2 separate regions of the Capra hircus genome follow, and region 1 is linked to region 2. The links are chromatin contacts, called in public Hi-C maps. All regions are on one chromosome and are shown on one strand. The core of a region is the stretch at or near the end of the contact, and the rest is flanking DNA. Distances in the headings are between cores, read along the strand shown. Region 1 has its middle 14 kb from the start of EIF4EBP1. Region 2 overlaps EIF4EBP1 (4E-BP1 protein).

Evidence for each region. A called contact is a pair of places that touch in the nucleus more often than the background predicts.
Region 1: a contact with region 2 is called in a Hi-C map of blood, with 1.8 times the contacts expected there. The contact joins two enhancer-like sites. A contact is called at or near these places in 2 of 5 Hi-C or Micro-C datasets (both in blood).

What each region holds. Positions count from the first base shown.
Region 1 is chr27:12,441,185-12,447,705 of ARS1.2, reverse strand. No RefSeq gene overlaps it. Among named protein-coding and RNA genes, the nearest start is that of EIF4EBP1, 14 kb to the right of the region's middle. Within about 2 kb of position 3,630, at least 1 of the 5 cell types and tissues checked has an H3K27ac peak or open chromatin away from gene starts, as enhancers often do.
Region 2 is chr27:12,404,087-12,410,515 of ARS1.2, reverse strand. EIF4EBP1 (4E-BP1 protein) reads left to right here. Exons shown (of 3, transcript NM_001285589.1): 2 at 673-852; 3 at 3,387-3,418. The coding sequence ends at 3,418. Among named protein-coding and RNA genes, the nearest start is that of ASH2L, 18 kb to the right of the region's middle. Within about 2 kb of position 3,290, at least 3 of the 5 cell types and tissues checked have an H3K27ac peak or open chromatin away from gene starts, as enhancers often do.

The DNA.
Region 1 (6,521 bases), core at 2,381-4,880, 37 kb before region 2:
TATGCAGATTACATCATGAGAAACGCTGGGCTGGATGAAGCACAAGCTGGAATCAAGATTGCCAGAAGAAATATCAATAACCTCAGATACGCAGATGACACCACCCTTATGGCAGAAAGTGAAGAGGAACTAAAGAGCCTCTTGATGAAAGTGAAAGAGGAGAGTGAAAAAGCTGGTTTAAAACTCAACATTCAGAAAACTAAAATCAGGGCATCCGGTCCCATCACTTCATGGCAAATAGATGGGGAAACAGTGGAAACAGTGTCAGACTTTATTTTCTTAGGCTCCAAAATCACTGCAGATGGTGACTGCAGTCATACAATTAAAAGACACTTGCTCTTTGTAAGAAAAGTTATGACCAACCTAGACAGCATATTAAAAAGCAAAGACATTACTTTGCTGACAAAGGTCCATCTAGTCAAGCTACAATTTTTCCAGTAGTTATGTATGGATGTGAGAGTTGGACCATAAAGAAAGCCGAGTGTCAAAGAATTGATGCTGTTGAACTGTGGTTTTGGAGAAGACTCTTGAAAGTCCCTTGGACTGCAAGGAGATCCAACCAGTCCATCCTAAAGATCAGTCCTGGGTGTTCATTGGAAGGACTGATGCTGAAGCTGAAACTCCAATGGCCACCTGATGGGAAGAACTGACTCATTAGAAAAGTCCCTGAGGCTGGGAAAGATTGAAGGTGGGAGGAGAAGGGGATGACAGTGGATGAGATGGTTGGTTGGCATCACTGACTCAATGGGCATGAGTCTGAGCAAGCTCTAGGAGTTGGTGATGGACAGGGAGGCCTGGCGTGCTGCAGTCCATGTGGTCGCAAAGAGTCTGACACAGCTCTATAGGTTGATGATTATATTTAGTTTATTGCTATGATGGACTTTTTTTAACTCAACTTTATTAACCACTTGATATCCATTGAATTTTGAATAATGAATCAGACTACATATCTGGAATAAATCCTATGTGGTCCCTGTATATAATTCTTCTCATATTTATAATTATTTTAGAACAATGAATTCAATTTGCTAATATTTTATTGAGGATTTTGAGAGTTACTGGTCTAAGTTCATGAAAGATATTGGTTCATAGTTGCTTTCTTTAGTACCATCTTTATCTGGTTGTTTTTTTTTTTAAGCTTAGTTTATTGAAACTATAAGATAATTGAGTGAGTGAGTGAATTCTCTCAGTCGTGTCCGACTCTTTGCGACCCCATGGACTGTAGTAGCCTACCAGGCTCCTCCATCCATGGGATTTTCCAGGCAAGAATACTGGAGTGGGTTGCCATTTGCTTCTCCATCTTTATCTGGTTTGATATCAAAATAATACTGGCCTAAAAATAAGTTGGGAAGTGTTCCCTCCTCACTCATTTTCTGGAAGAATCTGTGTAAAATTGGTGTTTTGTCTTCTTCAGGTTTTGGAGTGAAACCATTTGAGCCAGGAGATTTCTCTGTGGGGAGGGGAGAATCTATTCTATCCTGATAATAACTTGTTTGTGCCCTGGAGTCACAAAGGCAATGGCCAAGTTAGACTCTGGAAATGTGGAAATCATCAAGTCCCACATCCCTCATCACTTAGGAAGAAACTGAGACTTGGGGTAAGAGAAAGGACTTGCCCAGAGTCACAGAGCAAGTTAGCAGCAGAAATGAGAAGAGCCTGGGTACCGGGATGCTGTGTCCAGCTTCCTCTGCTCCTAAGTTAATGGTAGTGGCTCAGGAAGTGGAGACTTTTAACTTTCAGACCCTCCAGCATTCATTGCCCACTCGCTCTCTCATTGGTGATCAGAGACGTCCCTGTAAACAAGAGCTTGGTAAGAAGATTCCGCAAGCCCCTTCCAGCCCACAGTTAGAACCAGAAAGAGCAGAGGTCAAGAGCAGAGCTGGCAACCCAGGACCAAGGGCGCAGAGAGACAAACCTTTGGCAACTGAAGTCTCCCAAGAGAAAAGCAACCACAGGGTTGATCAGCCTGGGACCCAGCTCTCTCTGTTGGTCTGCTGTACACTGGGGTTCAATCCCTGGTCGGAGAACTCAGATCCTGCTAGCTGTGCAGTGAGGCGGAAAGAAATGTTTGTAATAAATCAATAAGTAAAATTAATTTTAAAAAAGAAGAAGAGAGAAGGGGGGCCACATCTCCCAACTGGCTCAGCAAACAGTAGAGAAAGTTAGGTCTTCTGGCTCACATCCCTCTGCTACCAGCCAGAGGCCACTGTCCAAACTGCAGATAAGAAGGTAGAAGGAGGGGACTTCCCTGGTGGGCCACTGGCTAAGAATCTGCCTGCCAATATGCGGGAGACACAGGTTCAATCCCTGGTCCAGGAACTAAGACCCCACATGTGGGATAACTAATCCTGTGCACCGTAACTACTGAAGCCCATACACCCTGGAGCCCATACTCCGTAACAAGAGAACCCACTGCAGTGAGCAGCCTGCTTGCCACAACTCGAGAAAGCCTGTGCACTGCAACAAAGACCCTGCATGGCGAAAAGCAAACAAGTAAATAAGAGAAATCCTTAAAAAAAAGAAGCCAGATGGAAGGAATGGGTAGATCGTACCTTCACACTAACTCAACACTCCTACAGCCAAATCCTCATCGTGGCTACAGGGTCGTCCAGTTGAACCTTCTGCAACGGAAATATTACGTATCAGTGCTAATGAGATAGCCGCCAGTCACACGTGGGGAGTGAACACTGGAAATGTGATGCAAATAAGGAACTACATTTTAAGTCTTATTAAATTTTTAAAATTAATTTAATTTAAATAGTCATGGGTGACTAGTGGCTACCGTATTGGATAGCGTAGATCTAGTGGAACCTCTGCAAGTGAACTCATGAACAAATTTAAAAAACAGGGGGAAAGCAAAATCATAATCTATAATAAAGGAAAGAAGCGCTAAGAGACAGCAAGTCACTTAAAATTGAGTTAAATACCTCTCTCTTCAGATTTGCCCCAGTATTACCCAATGCTCTGGTTTCATCTTATTTGGAGGTCTATGCATGCTGGTTTCTTAAAATTTCACCTTTGGCAATACAAAAGGAGGAGCCAATAACAGCCTTCAGGGACCCAGATGGAAGTTGCTAAGCAAGTGAAGAGTTAGTGTAGGAGTTTGTTTTGTTCTCTGCTAAATCTCCAGTGCCTAGACTATCTCCTCCCTGGCAAAGAACTCTCTCAGTAAAAACTTGAATGGGAACCTCCCTGGTGGTCCAGTGGTTAAAAATCCACCGGCCAAGGCAGGGGACATGGGTTCCATGCCTGGTCCAGGAAGATTCCACGTGCCACGGAGCAACTCAGCCTATGGGCCACAAGTACTGAACCTGTGCTTTAGAGCCCAGGAAGTCTCAGCTACTGAACCCACACTTTCTAAAGCCTGCTTGCTGCAACTAGAGAAGCCTCCGCAATGAGAAGCCCATGAACTGCAAGTAGGGAGTAGCCCCGATCACTTCAACTAGAGAAAGCCTGCCTGCAGTAATGAAGACCCAGTGCAACCATAATAAATAAACAAGTAATTTTACAAATCATACGCTTGTAAAAAATTGAGTAAACTTAAGGTAGGACAGACGGCCAAAGAAACTGGTCTAATTAAAAAAGGCATCAGGAGGACCACTAGAGGGCGCGCCAGCCCAGCAGCCGCGAAGCTGGGGACCAGCGGCGAGTAAACTGCTCACCGCGCTGGAGACTCCGGCTTCTCAGCGCTTTCCACGCTCCGGAGTTGCTTCAAAAGGGTCAATTCAGCCACCCCGCTTCCATCACACAACAGGTCTTCCTTTCCTTTTTATTCATCCCCACGTTTTCTCGTATGTGCGACCAGCCCACTGACTCCAAGATCAGGATGGCCAGCTATTGATGGACAGTGTAAGGCCCCCTGTCCCCAGGATGCTTAATAAATGTCACATTTTGCCCCTCAAATAAAAGAAATGGAAAGTCAAGGCAGAGCCCAGGCCTGGAAATCAAGAGGTTAGCTTCTAGACAGCTCTTTACACTCACTGGAAGTCCACCAAGTCCCAAAGATTGTGCTACCTGTTTTAACCCAGGTGGCTAGTATTACTTCCATTTTGTTGCTGTTGTTTGGTCACCAAGCCTGATTCTTTGTGACCCCATGGGCTGTAAAGCCTTCCAGGCTCCTCTGTCCGTGGAATTCTCCAGGCAAGAATAATGCAGTGGGTTGCCATTCCCTTTTCCAAGGGATCTTCCCCATTCAGGGATCAAATGGGATCTCCTGCATTGTGGGCAGGTTCTTTGCCATCTGAGCTACCAGGACAGCCATTCTACATATAAGAAAGTTGTACTTTAGGACTTCCCGGATGGAGCAGTGGATAGGAATCCACCTAGCCTATCCAGGGGACCCCGGTTCGATCCCTGGTCCAGGAAGGTCCCACATGCTGCAGAGAAGCTAAGTCCAGGCACCTCTACTACTGAGCCAGCATGCCCTAGAGCTGGTCATCCACAACAAGAGAGGCCACCACAATGAGAAGCCCTCCAGCCGCAACTAGAGAGTGGCCCCTGCTCGCCGCAACTAGAGAAAGCCCAGGCAAAAGCCACGAAGGCCTAGTGCAGCCAAAAATAAAATAAATAAAATAAAAATTTATAAAAAGATGCTACAGAAAATTGCATTTCAGAGTGACCGACACAGGTCACATAGATCATAAGCGGATTATGAGCCCATGATATTTTCTTTACAAAACTTGTGGAATTAACAGTATGCCATCAACTTTGAGTTCAAAGATGTTGCTACTGAAAGCACTGCTTTCTGTGGGGTCTACTGATTTAGGAAGAGTGAATGTTGAGTCCAGGGAGGGGAAAGAGAGGCAGTTATGCTGGACCCCTTCTTGGGGGGCTGGAGGGAGGCACAGTCACCACCCAGAAAAGCAGGGTGAACTCACCCTGGGCAAAAGTCTTCAAGGTTCCTTTCTGATATGGACTGAATGTGTCTGGTCCCAAATTCATGTGTGATGGTAGCTCCCCCAATGGAGTGATGGGAGATATTTAGTGGTATTTAGTGATTAGGCCTTCGGGAGGTTATAGTTAGGTTTAGATGGGGTCATAAGAGTGTCCTACCCCCACTGCGATGGGAATGGTGTCCTTATAAGAAGGAAGGAGAGACAGAGTTCTCTTTCCCCACACCATGTGATAATGTTACTCAGTCCAAGTTCGCTTGGCTTGCTGCAAGATAAGTCAATGAGTCGGAGATGAGGTATTGGGACAAGGAAGGGACTTTATTTGGGAGCAGGCTAGTGCCTCAAAATAACCAATTAACCAACTAGTTGGCGCCTGGATGTCAGATTATTTTATGGATCAGAGATGGTGGGAGGTGAGGAAACGAAGTAAAAAGGCCATTTAATTCCTGCAAGTATCTCCTAGAATGGCAAGCCTCAGATGGGGGGATATGTTAGTTTCATTTCCTTACAGTCATTTCATGGGTGGTGTGAAATGGAATATTCCCTGTCACAGTCACAAACAAAGATGTCACATCTATCTGTGATTCTGGCCTCCCCAAATGTGAATTTCTGAGTCTCGCTGGTAAGCAGTGGGCACCGGGCCCAGCGCCATTTGCCACACAAAGGATTCAAGAATGTCACAGTCCATCACCGGTGGGTGGGGTCAGGTTATCTCCCTGAGGCAGGCCATTATGTATGCTTATAATAACAAAAAGAGTTAAAGTCCTGGAAGCAGATCCAGTGCAAATTCAAAATTAGCGCTTCCTGGTTGTAAGAACACACTGAGACAGCAGCTGTCTGCAAACCGGGAAGCCAGGTCTCACCCGGATCTCTGTCTGCCAGCACCCTGATCTTGGACTTCCAGCCCCCGGAAATGAGAAGTCAATATTTGCTGGCCCTTGCCTCCACTGTAGCTTTTCCTGTTCTCTGGGATGGTTCCCCTCTCCTCACCTCAAGACCAGCTCCTCAGCTCCTGTGGAGTTTGGGGATCACAGGGGTGGTGGTGACCGGTATGGGCTTTGGACTAAGCGGGTTATAAAAACATCTAGATGTGGGCCGTGGTGTGAGGCTGGCTAGGCCCCCCAACCCCACGCGCCTCATGTGTGAATTAGTAACACTTGTCCTGCAAGGCCATGGGACCATGTACCTGTCTCATCGAGTCAGATCTCTCTCACTCAGTGCAGGCCCAGAGAAAGGACACAGGAAGCGTCCGCTGCTCTTCCCACTTGCTGCTGCTGTCTTGGAGGTCACTTCACAGTTAGCCGAACCTTTAGCTCGGAGCAGAGAGCTTTTCCTTTTATTATTTTATATATTTTTCATTTGCGGATCTTAGTTCCTCGACCCAGGGATTGAACCCAGGGCCCTCATTAGTGAAAGCTGGGAGTCTTAGCCACTGGATCATCAGGGAATTCCCAGTTCCCTGCAAAAAGTTTTGTGTTTTTTTTTTTAAATGAGATTTCAGATATCAAGCTGTGAGCGGAGGAAAATATTTAAGGACTGAGAACATTGAACATAAGGGTTCTGGGGTCCCCACTTTCACCTCAAAGCAAGAAGAGTACGTTGTGGGGCTCAACGCACACACACACTCAC
Region 2 (6,429 bases), core at 2,041-4,540:
AGAAAGGAGAGTGAAAATTAAAGGAATGGAAGGCAGACTGAGGAGAAACCCTGAATTCGGGTGACACGTGAACAGAGGATGGGTAACCGGATGCTGGGCGGAGCGGGGCGTCTCCGGCGAGGTGGACTGAGTTGAGAGATCCGCGGTGACGCTGGGGGTGCTCCCTGTTACTCTTTTCCACAAAGACCAGACAGGAGGAGTTCTCATATTTACTGGTGGGGAGTGGTTAGAGGGGCGGTGGGGTGCAGAAATCACTTACTTTTCTCTTTGCTTCTTTGCCAAATGGAGTTAAAAGATGCTGGATATTCCCCAAGGGTGTGTAAGGACAGAATTGAAAAACGCATAAAAAACCCACTTTGGGGACTTCTCTGGGGATCCTGTGGTTAAGACTCAGCCTTCCAATGCAGGGGGCAGGGTCAGGGAATTAACCACAAGCCACTGGTAGGGTGCTGCCAAAAATTAAAAAAAAAAAATCTTTCTCCATAGAGTACCCGCTGACCCCGGGGAGATGGGGCGGTTTGGCGACAGCAGAGTCCGGGGCTGCAGGAGGCAGTGAGTGAGCCTCACACCTCCGCCTGGGCTTTTGCAGGAAAGCCTGCCACCTTTGCTGGAGCCGGGCCTCGGGGAAAAAGCAGGCCAGGGGGCTTTATCCGTGTCCCCGCCCCCTTGCAGGTACCAGGATCATCTATGACCGGAAGTTCCTGATGGAGTGTCGGAACTCACCTGTGACCAAGACGCCCCCGCGGGACCTGCCCACCATTCCCGGGGTCACTAGCCCTACAGGCGATGAGCCCCCCACGGAAGCCAGCCAGAATCACCTGCGCAGCAGCCCCGAGGACAAACCGGCAGGCGGTGAGTGGCTGGGAATGGCTGGGCTCTCCCTCCAGGAAGCTGAAGAGCGGGCGTGGGGGTGGGTGGTCCAGGGAGCACAACTGCCCCGTGGAGCAGTCCAGAGGGCGAGGGAAGGGTCTGGGGTGCAGCATTTTCATTGGAACCCACTTTCCCCAGGAAAGGGGCCCAGGAAGCCCAGGCAAGGCCATTCAGCCTCATCAGATAGTCTCATTAGCGGGGAGCTTGTTTGAAAGGAGATGGCATCCAGGCGGCCACTTTCATAAGCCCTTGGATGACCTTTATACAACTGTCCCTGAGGCATTTCTCTGTGTCTGCAGCAATTTGGAACACACCCAGGATGTTTTTGTGCAGGAAGCTGCTTATCAAAAGCACAGTGTCCTTGCCCTCTAGGAAATTACACGTCTGCGGGATCAGAGGAGAAGGCAATGGCACCCCATTCCAGTACTCTTGCCTGGAGAATCCCGTGGATGGAGGAGCCTGGTAGGCTACAGTCCATGGGGTCGCTAAGAGTCGGACACGACTGAGCAACTTCACTTTGACTTTTTACTTTCATGCATTGGAGAAGGACATGGCAACCCACTCCAGTGTTCTTGCCTGGAGAATCCCAGGGACAGAGGAGCCTGTTGGGCTGCCATCTATGGGGTCGCACAGAGTCGGACACGACTTAGCAGCAGCAGCAGCAGCAGCAGCGGAATCAGAAAGGCGACAGGGATGTCAGGTGTCCTAGTGGATCAGGCCGTGGAAACAGTGCAACCAGTTGTTTCTGTAGTGGACAAGGGGAGGCTGGGTCCTTCCTCCCACCCCCACCCCCACCCCTCATCAATCAGAGCAGCCACCCCCGCAGAGGTGCTTGAATACTATCTTCAAGCATCAGGGACCGGCTAGCCAGAGTATCTGAGCTCTTGCTGTGGGAGGAGGGACCATAAGCACTGGCAGAGCCTGGAACCTGCTAACCCTTCACCTGAAGGCAGCAACCAAGCCCAGACAGGAAGCAGCTGGGCCCTCGAGCTTGGCTGGTCTTGCTGACAGCATGGAACCCAGCTCCCTGGGGCCTGCAGGCTGTGGTTCATCAGAAAGTCAGGAGCCCCACCTCCCAGAGCGGGCCGCACTTGGAGATCCATGGGCAAAAGAGAGATGGACACGGACCCACAGAGCCCAGCAGGAAGGACGGCCCAGGCAGCGAGGTTCCCTGCCCTGTGATAAGTGATGCACAGGGCTTCCCTGGTGGCTCAGTGGTAGACACCCTGCCTGCCAATGCAGGACACCCGGCTTGATCCATGGCCTGGGAGGGTCCCACATGCCTCAGAACAAGTAAGCCCATGAACCCCCAACTAGGGAGCCTGTGCTCTAGAGCCCAGGAACCGCAGCTAATGCCCCCACGTGCTTCAGCTCCGGAAGCCCGTGCACGCAGAGCCGCAACAGGAGAAGCCACTGGAGAGACAAGTGTGAGCCCTGCAGCTAGAGAGGAGCCCCCACTGGCCGCAACTAGAGGAAGCGTGAGCAGCAACCCAGACCCAGCACAGCCAAAAATAAAGAGACCAGTATTTTTTAAAAGGACAGAAGGATGGACAGAGTCGTGTGGTTGGTGCTCCACTCCTCTTTCCCCTTAAACCAGACTGGCCGTTGCGGATGGAGGCTGTCAGCACAACCTGAAGGCTGTCCACCGCCTGCACTTGCATACCCTCGCCCCTCCCAGCCTCTCAAGCTGTGCTGGCCCACAACAAAGGCTCTGACCCCACCGTGGCAGCCTCATAGGCCACACGGTTGTTGGGATGGGGTGGGCTGAAGGAGGAGGCACGTGGTTTTCCATGTTGCTTCACTGGATGTAAGAAACCAAGGCTCCTGCCCTTGGACAAGCATATTTGTGTCAACATAACCAGAAGTCAAGGGCGGTTGTTTCCCCATAGGGGGTCAGAGCAGGCCTTCTGCCCTCCAGAACCTTGGAGCAGCCTTGGCCAGGAGGTCAGGCACAAGGCAGTTTCATTAAAAAGGAAAACAACGTGCCGCTGTGTGAATTACTTGGAAATTCTAATGGTGAGAGTTGGGCGACGGCAGTGAGCAGCTGAATTCCCCAAATAGCTACTGTATTGCAGGGTCAGGCTCTTCTCTGGGGAATCAGGTGTAGGCAGAGGAGGTTACGGTACCATGTCCTAACCCAGAAGTTGGGACACGTGCTCAGAAAGGTTTTATGTTTTAAGGAGTATGTGTCTGTGAAATTATATTCATTTCAAATCACAAGGAGCCATTCACTCTTGTTAAAGAAAATACAAGTGATCCAGAACACAGGGCTGTCAGCTGTCCAGTGGGGAGATGTGGTCTCTGCTCTGGGATCGGGGGAGCGAGCACAGCTGGACGTGTGGCTTGGGAATTCCTGGGCCTGCCCTCTGTCCGCTATCCTCGGCAGCATGCCCCTGGCCCCTGCTCTCCCTGTTGGAACAACAGAACGGGAAACAGCACCCCCTTCCGGCCTCTCGAAGGTTCAGCCGTGCCATTTGCCCATGGCTCACCTGGTCCTCTGCCCCTTCTCTCCCCAGGTGAAGAGTCACAGTTTGAGATGGACATTTAAAGGGCCAGCCATCAGAGCGAGCCATGCCTCCGGGCCCCAGCGGCCCCTCTTGGGAGAAGCCACACCAGCCAGGCCTTATGCAAGTGACCATCTTGGGCAGGCGGTGGGCGTGGGGCCAGCCACCCCAGCCCCCTGCTCCCTCACTCAGGGCCCCTGCTCCCCGTTTTTCTTCGTGGACACCAGCACATACCTCCATGTGCCTCCAACTCTGCAGGAACTAGTACCCGGAGGGCAGTGACCTCGGGCGCATCCCGCAGCCCAGGGTCGGCAAGTGGACACGGAGGAGGCCTTCTGAATGGTCCTCCAGCTCTCCCGGCCCCCTCCTCTGGGGGAGCACCCACGCCCCCCCACCTCCCCGACTTAGATTGGTGTGTGGGGAAAGCTCCCCACCCCCTCCCTTCCTGAGAAAGGAAATAAAAGCCACCTTCGCCCTAGGGCCAAGAGTTGGCCCCTGTCTGAGCTCTTTTCAACTCTGTATGGATGGCTAATGCTTCTCAAGCACTTCCTGTTGGCCTCTCAAGTTGATGGTCGAGGGACCCTTGGTGAGGGGCGGGTGAGTAGAACACAGATTACCCTCGCGGTCCGGCCCAGGAAGTGAACCCCACACACTCCATCACAGGTGTCGTCCTGGCAAGGGTTGAGCTATGCTACTCTTGTCTCCTGTTTTTTGGTGCTGGAGGCTGCCTCTTTTCTGGGCTGGGCACCCCCCTAAACGTGTCCAGCGGTGCAGTCCCCTTTGCTCTGCAGCCCCCACACTGCAAGCATCAAAGGCCTGACCCCCGGTGTTCGTCAAGTGTCCCTGTGTGACTGTTAGCGGGCCACAGACCCCTGAAGAAGCTCCCTGCCTTGGGGATTTCATTGAAATGTAAGATTTGCCCATAGAAAAGGTAGCATGAAAGAGACTGCATAGGAATTGGTTTCCAGCGAGTGGTCCACATAGGGGAGGCTTCATGGAGCTGATGCTACAGCTGGGTCCTGAGAATACCTGGCTGGGAGGAGGCCAGGGCCCGGGTGGCCAAGGGCAGGTGGTCCTGGAGAAACAGGCTGTACCAGGACAGGGCATCAAGTTGCCTGCTTTGGCCAGAGCAGGCAGTTTGTGAGGGTGGGGGTGCCTTTCGTAAATAACAAAGGGGTTCAGATTTCTAAGGGCCTCAGATGCCAGGCGGAGGGGCCCACTGAGAAGCAGCAGGTGTTTCTCATCTCATATACAGGGTGTGCTGAAGGGCGGATGGCCCTTGACCAAGAGGCCATGGCCAACCTGGAGCTCACCAGTTCTGGACTCAGCACACTCATCAGCCTGCTGTTTGGGGAGCAGAAGGCCTTAGTGGCTGAGTCCCTTGCCTGTTTTTTCCTTTTTTCTTTTTCCCTATAGTTGAGTTGGAGTCTCCTCCTCTCCCTGGATTGCAACGGCGGCTGGAAGCCTTGTGCCTGGTGACAGAGTGTGGGAGGATCCGGGGCAGGTTGACTCAGGCATGCAGCATGTACTTTTCCTGTGGATAGGAAGTGAGACTTGGACGGGCCACCACCAGAGCAAAGACAACAACTAAAGCCCCAGCTAGGGGACTTCCCTCATGGTCCAGTGGTTAAGACTGCAGTGCCAATTCAGGGGCAGGAGTTCAAGCCCTGGTCAGGGAACTAAGATCCCACGTGTTGCATGGCATGGCCAGAAAAAAAAACAAAAACATTAAATAAAACCAACCCAACAACAAATAAAGCCCCAACTAGGATCAAACTAGAGATTGGCACAACTTTCCCCTAAAAACCTCTTACTCTCTCCCCTTCTGATGTCCAACCCGAGGCCATGATCACAAGTCCAGTCCCCTTCTTGGTCACATCCCAGTGTCCAAGGGTAGAAAGTTGGCCTCTCCAACAATAAGAAATTTGTTTACGTGTTGTGAGCCTTTCCCATTGAACAGAAGTATCTCCTCCGGAAAACCCAGGTATTTCTTGAGCATCACCCTGGCTGTGTTGCTGTGGAGTGGGAAAGGTCTGTGACACAGTCCTGGTCCTCAGGGAACTTAAAATCTTGGGGAGATAAAGCTCCTGTGGTCCAATTTAGCATCCACAGGAATATTCTGAGAAACCTTCACAGTTGGGCCTGCCCGCCTCAGGCATCACCCAAAGCTCTGATTTTGTAGTCAAGGGAAAACCCAGGGACAGCTATGGGGCAGAGGCCACACGCTATGAGCTAGGAAAGGACAAGGAACTGTTTTAAGCTACGGTGTGTGTGTCCCAAGGATCTTTTGACTTGATCTGGAGACAAGCAGTACTCTGGAGAAGGACACCCAGAAATGTCTTAAAGTATTCTTTACAGGATTGGCTGTTGCGTGGAAGCTGTGTCAATGCCCCGGATTACCGTGTGGTCAGACCAGAAACCTCCATGACTTCCTGCACCTCACCAAATGATCAGAGACAGCACCTCTTCCCCAGTCCACTGCCCTGGGGCAGCCTCTTCATTCATCTAGAAAATCCAACTGTTCCGACGTTCCTCCGTCTAACATGCTCTCTTGGCGCCCCCTGTACCTCAGGTCATCCACCATCCAGGAAGGCCCTCCCTACATCAAAACCCTACCTGTCCAACCAAGTCCCTTCTCCCTGAAGTTTAGTTCCTAACTCATGGCATTGACACAGCTTCCACACATCGGCCAATCCTGTAAATACAGACAAAATCAGTGCTTTGAGTTTCAGAACTTAACACGTACAGCCCTCCCTGACTGCCCTAAGCAGAGGACTGTGCCCCTTGCCTCAGGGCAATTCATCTCGAGTGGAAGAGACAGCACCCCAATGACGGGCAATAGACACCTCAGTTTCTGGAATTAACTAGAATAAAGCCTCCCTTCTCTCTGCAGCCAATTAAATGCATATGAAAAGGTAAGGAAACTGCAGATTAACTGGGGAAAAGTACGGCCCTTACAGATTAGGTTCTCTTGATGCACACATTCCAAAGAGTAGGACTTAAATGTGTCCTGCAAGAGAGGAAGCCCCCTGGCCAGAGTGGAGGTGCAGCAGTC